2 separate regions of the Sus scrofa genome follow, and region 1 is linked to region 2. A link is a contact called in public HiChIP or PLAC-seq data. All regions are on one chromosome and are shown on one strand. Each heading gives the region's core, a stretch centred on a gene start, on an enhancer-like site or on the middle of the called end of the contact. The rest is flanking DNA. Distances are from core to core; before and after follow the strand shown. Region 1 overlaps MACF1 (microtubule-actin cross-linking factor 1). Region 2 overlaps MACF1 (microtubule-actin cross-linking factor 1).

Region 1 (2,700 bases), core at 61-2,560, 130 kb before region 2:
GCTAGAAAACACCCAAGAGATGCCACCAGCACCTTTACATAAACCTTATAGGACAAAAGACCTGATTTATTCAACAAACTGTAAGGAGAGAAAAAGAGGAGGGGAAATCTAACACAATGTGTGGACTTCGGATTCTGATTCAAAAAAGCTATTTTTTTTTTTAATGAGATAATGGGGGACATCTTACTACTGCTCAGATATTTTAAGATTTTAAGAAATTACTGTTTTGTTTTGTTTTTTAAAGGGCCACACCCACAGCACATGGAAGTTCCCAGGCTAGGGGTTAAATCAGAGCTGCAGCTGCTGGCCTACACCACAGCCACAGCAATGCCAGATCCGAGCCATATCTGCAACCTATACCACAGCTCACAGTAATGCCAGATCCTTAACCCACTGAGGGAAGCCAGGGTCGAACCTGCACCCTCATGGATACTAGTTGGGTTATTTACCACTGAGCTGCAGTGGGAACTCAGAAATTACTGATTTTTACAGTGTTACAATATCATGGTTTGCTTTAGATGAAGAGTCTTTTTTTATTATTATTATTACTATTTTTTGCTTTTTAGGGCTGTACCCTCAGCACATGGAGATTCCCAGGCTAGGGGTCTAATCAGAGCTACAGCGGCCGGCCTACGCCACAGCCACAGCCACACCAGATCCAAGCCACGCCTGCAACCTATACCACAGCTCATGGCAACGCCAGATCCTTAACCCACTGAGTAAGGCCAGGGATCAAACCTGAAACCTCATGAGTCCTAGTCGGATTTGCTTCCACTGAGCCACAATGGGAACTCCTGTCCCAGGAAAATTTTAATTAGCCAGCTCAGTTTTCACTCTGTGGCCCCTGACTTTCCCTTTGTTGAGAGATATAGTTGTAGTCAGGGGAAACAGACTCAGTGGACAGATTCCTCTGACCTCACACCTACAAGGAGACCATTGGTCTCCCAAAATGAGGGCAGGTTTGTGGCAAAAATACAAACAACCAGAAAAGTTTCTTTAAGAACCCCTTAGTTCATAAGGGTGCTGAGGGGATAGCTTCATGAAGGCTCAACAAAGTTTTTGTTCCTACCCTGCTAAGGCACATTTGCCAAATTCACATTCCTGGATATCCCTACATCTGAAGCATGCCTGAGGACACGCTGTGGTTCCACAACAATACACGTTACCTCCACTTTCCTAAGCCTACTTACACTGCAGATTGCCAACACTGGCTCCAAACCAGAGCCCTGAGAAATAAACCCTGAGCACTCAGAATTGCTCACATTCTCAAGAATCCTGGGACACCTGCTGTTCCGCTGTCACCCAGCAGGTGGCGACGACTCCCCAACTAGGACATCACTGAAGCCACAGCCTCTTTTCCCACCTGCTCGAGAAGGGCTCCCTCTAATCCGTCAGCCTTGTGCACAGCAGTTGGGTACAGGAAAGCTGTCTGAGAAGTAGTTTTGTTTAGCTAAAGTGATTCAGTAGTAATCCAGACTTGAAAAGGATTTGCCTATTTAGTGGGGAACAACAGGAAGGCTTTGTGACCACGTGAACACTACCAAGATGCCATTCTTCTTGGCTATGATGAGTGCTGCATACAAACCAAGCTACCAAGGTGCTTGCTACAGACTGAATGTTCATGTCCCCTCAAAATTCACATATTGAGCCCTAAGCCTGATGGGATGGTATCTGGAGGTGGGGCCTTTGGGAGATAATTAGCTTTAGATGAGGTCATGAGAGTGGAGCCCCCATAATGGGATTAATGCCCTTATAAAAAGATGAAGAGACACAAGATCTCTTTCTCTGCGTGCCACCCCCAGGGAAGGTCGTGTGAGGACACAGCAGGAAGATGGCCCTGACCAAGAGGCCAATCATGCTGGCCCCCTGATCTCAGACTTCCAGTCTCCAGAACTGTGAGCAATGGATGGTTGTTGTTTAAGCAGCCCAGCCTATGGTGCTTCATTTCAGCAGCCCAAACTGACTAAGACAGTGCTACAATTAACGAGGCTTATTTAGGGTCATTAGGGACCAGGAAAAGTCTACATCAAAGCAGGATTATAAGCTTTCACTCCACTCTTCAAGAGCATCAAAACCAACATCTCTTCCCATCCCTTATATTCTGAGTCCCTAAAGAGCCAGTTTTGACTCAGTTGAGCAGACTGCTAATAACCAGACTGCCAATGACAGGGCCAAAGTACAAACAACTGAGGGAAAAAAAAAATCCCATTTCATCATGCAAATGATGAGGAAGTTCTGGGTTTACACCACAACAGTTCTGTCTCCAGGCCAATCCTAATCTTCCTTTCCAGCTCCCACTCTGACCCTCAATCACATTCAAATACAGAGAAGGAAGGCTCAGGGTGCGGGAGGAAGGCAGAGCAGCCTCTAGTTCTTTCCAGGCCACGTCCAAACCAAGCAACAGGGACCCCAAACTGCGCAGGCCCTACCTGGAAGTGCAAAATAATGGTCCAGATCAGGCCCAGGGTCAGCTTGGGGTTGCCATCTGTGATGTCATCATTGCGAATATTCACTAGTTTCACCTGAAAAAGAAACACAAGCTGGTATCTCAGAACTCTGTGACTTTTTGTTTTGATTTCATTGTTACAGATTTTCATTACTTACATGCAGTTAAATGGGTTTTTGGGGGTGTGCAGTTCTGACACATGAATAGATCTGTGTAACTACCACCACAATCAGGAGAACAGAAAAGGCACATCA
Region 2 (2,700 bases), core at 6-2,505:
CTACACTGTTGTGTATTTGTTACAATTTTCTACATTAAACAAATATTACTTTTATAATATAAAAAAAATTATTTTAGGATGTTTCCCTGGTGGCACAGTGGGTTAAGTTGTCACTGCTGCAGGGAGGGTTCAAGCCCTGGCCCGGAAACTTCTATACGCTGAAAGTATTGGAAGGGGCAGAAAAAAAAAAAAGGAAAACTATTTCTAAATGACTTAAAAGTGCTGCTATGATTGCACTTTCTCTTGAGAGAAATTCCCTGCCAAATGACCACATGCAAAAGAAGCATAAAAAGTCCTTAACGCTGTAAAAGTATAAAACCTCATCAGGAAAACAATTCAAAGAGATGTGAAGCGATGCAAGAATAACACAAAACGTATACAGTTAAAAAGCAAATTATGAGGCAGACATGGTAAGAGACCTGTGAAGGGAGAGATCAATGTCTGCCAGAGGAAAGGGAGAAAGATGCATGAGGACACAGGTCTCAGCTTAGCTTTAAAAGGAAAAAAGAGATGAGATTTGAATAATCAGAGAGAAAGGGAGCAACTGCCATTACTGTTAGAGAGAACACAGAGGCAGGTATGAGGACCCAGGGGACAGGATTACCGAGACCTGCCTAAATGAAGCCGAGAGTCTCGCTGGGCAATCACAGTGGATATAGTTAAGTATGCAGAATACGTCAAATTATGGAAGGTCCTGAAAGCTGGAGACAAAGAATCAGAAAGTCAGAGTAATTTATTCCAGGAACTAAGAAGTTCTGGAAGGAAAAATAATATTTTACTAGAAGTAGCAAACGAAGTCGGAATAGACATTTTTAAATACTATAAATCAAGCCAATGGCCCTGAAAGGGCTCCTCCAGGCCAGGAAATCAGTTAGCACCCCTAGAAGAAGCAAAAGAACTGTGGCTTAAACTCTGATCAAAACCACGAACAGCAAAAGCAAGAGCTTTAGCACACCACACAACCTAGTTGCAATGTGGCTCAACATATAATTACCAGAAGCTGAAAGGGCCAGCCTTATTTAGTAAAAGGAGGGCCAGGGTGTTTTCAAGATCATTAAGAAAATACTACCAACTCATTGTGCAACCCATAATTGTTAACCTGTGACTTTGATCCTGTTCCCAGATGTACATGCTGAAGTATTCTCTCTACCATGGTCTTTACAACCTGAAATTGACACTGCAAAGTACCAGGACAATAAGGCCTCAGCTGATGCATTTCCTGGCATGTATTATGTCACTTGCCAAGCAAGCCCAAGACAGCAGCAAGCAAGCAGTAGCTCTCACAAGCACTGTTAGCACATGCACATGTTTCATGATTTCAACAGCATGAATGTGGCCAAAGCTTGTGATTTCCCAGCAGACGGACTTGACTCACTTTCTGAATTAATAGTGTCCATGTCCAGAAGTAGCAATTACTCTATTGTTCTGTCTAGAAGCTATCCACTCCAATTCATGGCTTGTGTTCTAAAAAGGAACTTAAAAACTGAGTGTACATTTAACCAAGTGTTGCTTCAGAGTGTCGCTTAGGTAAACAATACCAAATCCTAAGTCTATATTTTCCAACCACAGTGTTAACAAAACTTTATCGCTTTGCACTACATTGCTTTTGAATAAAAGTTTCAAAGTGATTTATATACCATGAAACCTCTCCCATAATAAGAGGAAAAGAAAGTTTTCACAGTTCAGAGATTCGGAAATGTAGGCCACATAAGGTGTATGACTGTGGTTCAGAGGCTAAACACTGATATTAACACACGATGATACTAACAACCAAAGCGTTTTCACAATTACCTCATTTCACCCAGTCCATTGCTCTGATTTTTAAATTTCCTTCTGTAATACAACATGAAGCCTTCAACTAGAAGTCTGGATCCTCTGGCTCTTGGACAGTAATTTAAGTCTCTATGTCTAAATTTACCCATGTGTATAATACTTTCCCTACAGGATATTATGAAGATCAAATAAGATGATGAATAGGAAAGCGCTTTGTTAAATACAAAGTATTATACACATTAAGATTTTTCTAAACATTAATGGCCTAATACATGCCAATAGCTTATGTTTACATTCTCATGAACCGTAAGGAGTTAGTATTATCATCCCTATTTTAACAGGTAAGAAACCCAGAGATGAGAGGTTAGACAAGGTCACACGGCAGAAGTTAAGTGGCAAAACTAGAACTGGAGAAATTCAAAGCCTCATCTTTTTCTACTACATCCTGCTGCCTCGCTGGTTTTGTTGTTTTTTTGTTTTTGTTTTTTTTGCTATTTCTTTGGGCCGCTCCTGCGGCATATGGAGGTTCCCAGGCTAGGGGTTGAATCGGAGCTGTGGCCGCCAGCCTACGCCAGAGCCACAGCAACATGGGATCCGAGCCGCGTCTGCAACCTACACCACAGCTCACGGCAACGCCGGATCCTTAACCCACTGAGCAAGGCCAGGGATCGAACCCGCAACCTCATGGTTCCTAGTTGGATTCGTTAACCACTGTGCCATGACGGGAACTCCGGTTTTGTATGTTAAATAGTATGCAGACTCCTTCTCTCCTAAGTCCTTTTCTGTGACAGGATAAACAGAAATCAGTCCTAACTAGCTTCATATAACCCCTGGCTCCTAGTGAGAACACTGAAGTTGAACTACCAGATTGTCCATGTCACTAATGTTGAAATGTGAATGTTCTCTTTTATTCCTAGCCAGCCAGGC

What was found. HiChIP or PLAC-seq counts read pairs in DNA pulled down with a chosen protein or histone mark.
Region 1: an H3K27ac HiChIP or PLAC-seq map of alveolar macrophages shows a contact between it and region 2, with 4 times the contacts expected there. The contact joins two enhancer-like sites. A contact is called at or near these places in 2 of 5 promoter capture datasets (fetal liver and liver), 27 of 47 Hi-C or Micro-C datasets (adipose tissue, alveolar macrophages, blood and 17 more) and 2 of 2 datasets of contacts at active chromatin or transcription factors (alveolar macrophages and skeletal muscle).

The regions. Positions count from the first base shown.
Region 1 is chr6:95,113,826-95,116,525 of Sscrofa11.1, reverse strand. MACF1 (microtubule-actin cross-linking factor 1) reads right to left here. Exons shown (of 96, transcript XM_021095983.1): 6 at 2,430-2,522. Among named protein-coding and RNA genes, the nearest start is that of KIAA0754, 130 kb to the left of the region's middle. Within about 2 kb of position 1,310, at least 12 of the 83 cell types and tissues checked have an H3K27ac peak or open chromatin away from gene starts, as enhancers often do. A contact at or near this core is called in alveolar macrophages, where this site is marked.
Region 2 is chr6:94,983,501-94,986,200 of Sscrofa11.1, reverse strand. The region is part of intron 2 of MACF1 (microtubule-actin cross-linking factor 1); the gene reads right to left. Among named protein-coding and RNA genes, the nearest start is that of MACF1, 24 kb to the right of the region's middle. Within about 2 kb of position 1,255, at least 11 of the 83 cell types and tissues checked have an H3K27ac peak or open chromatin away from gene starts, as enhancers often do. A contact at or near this core is called in alveolar macrophages, where this site is marked.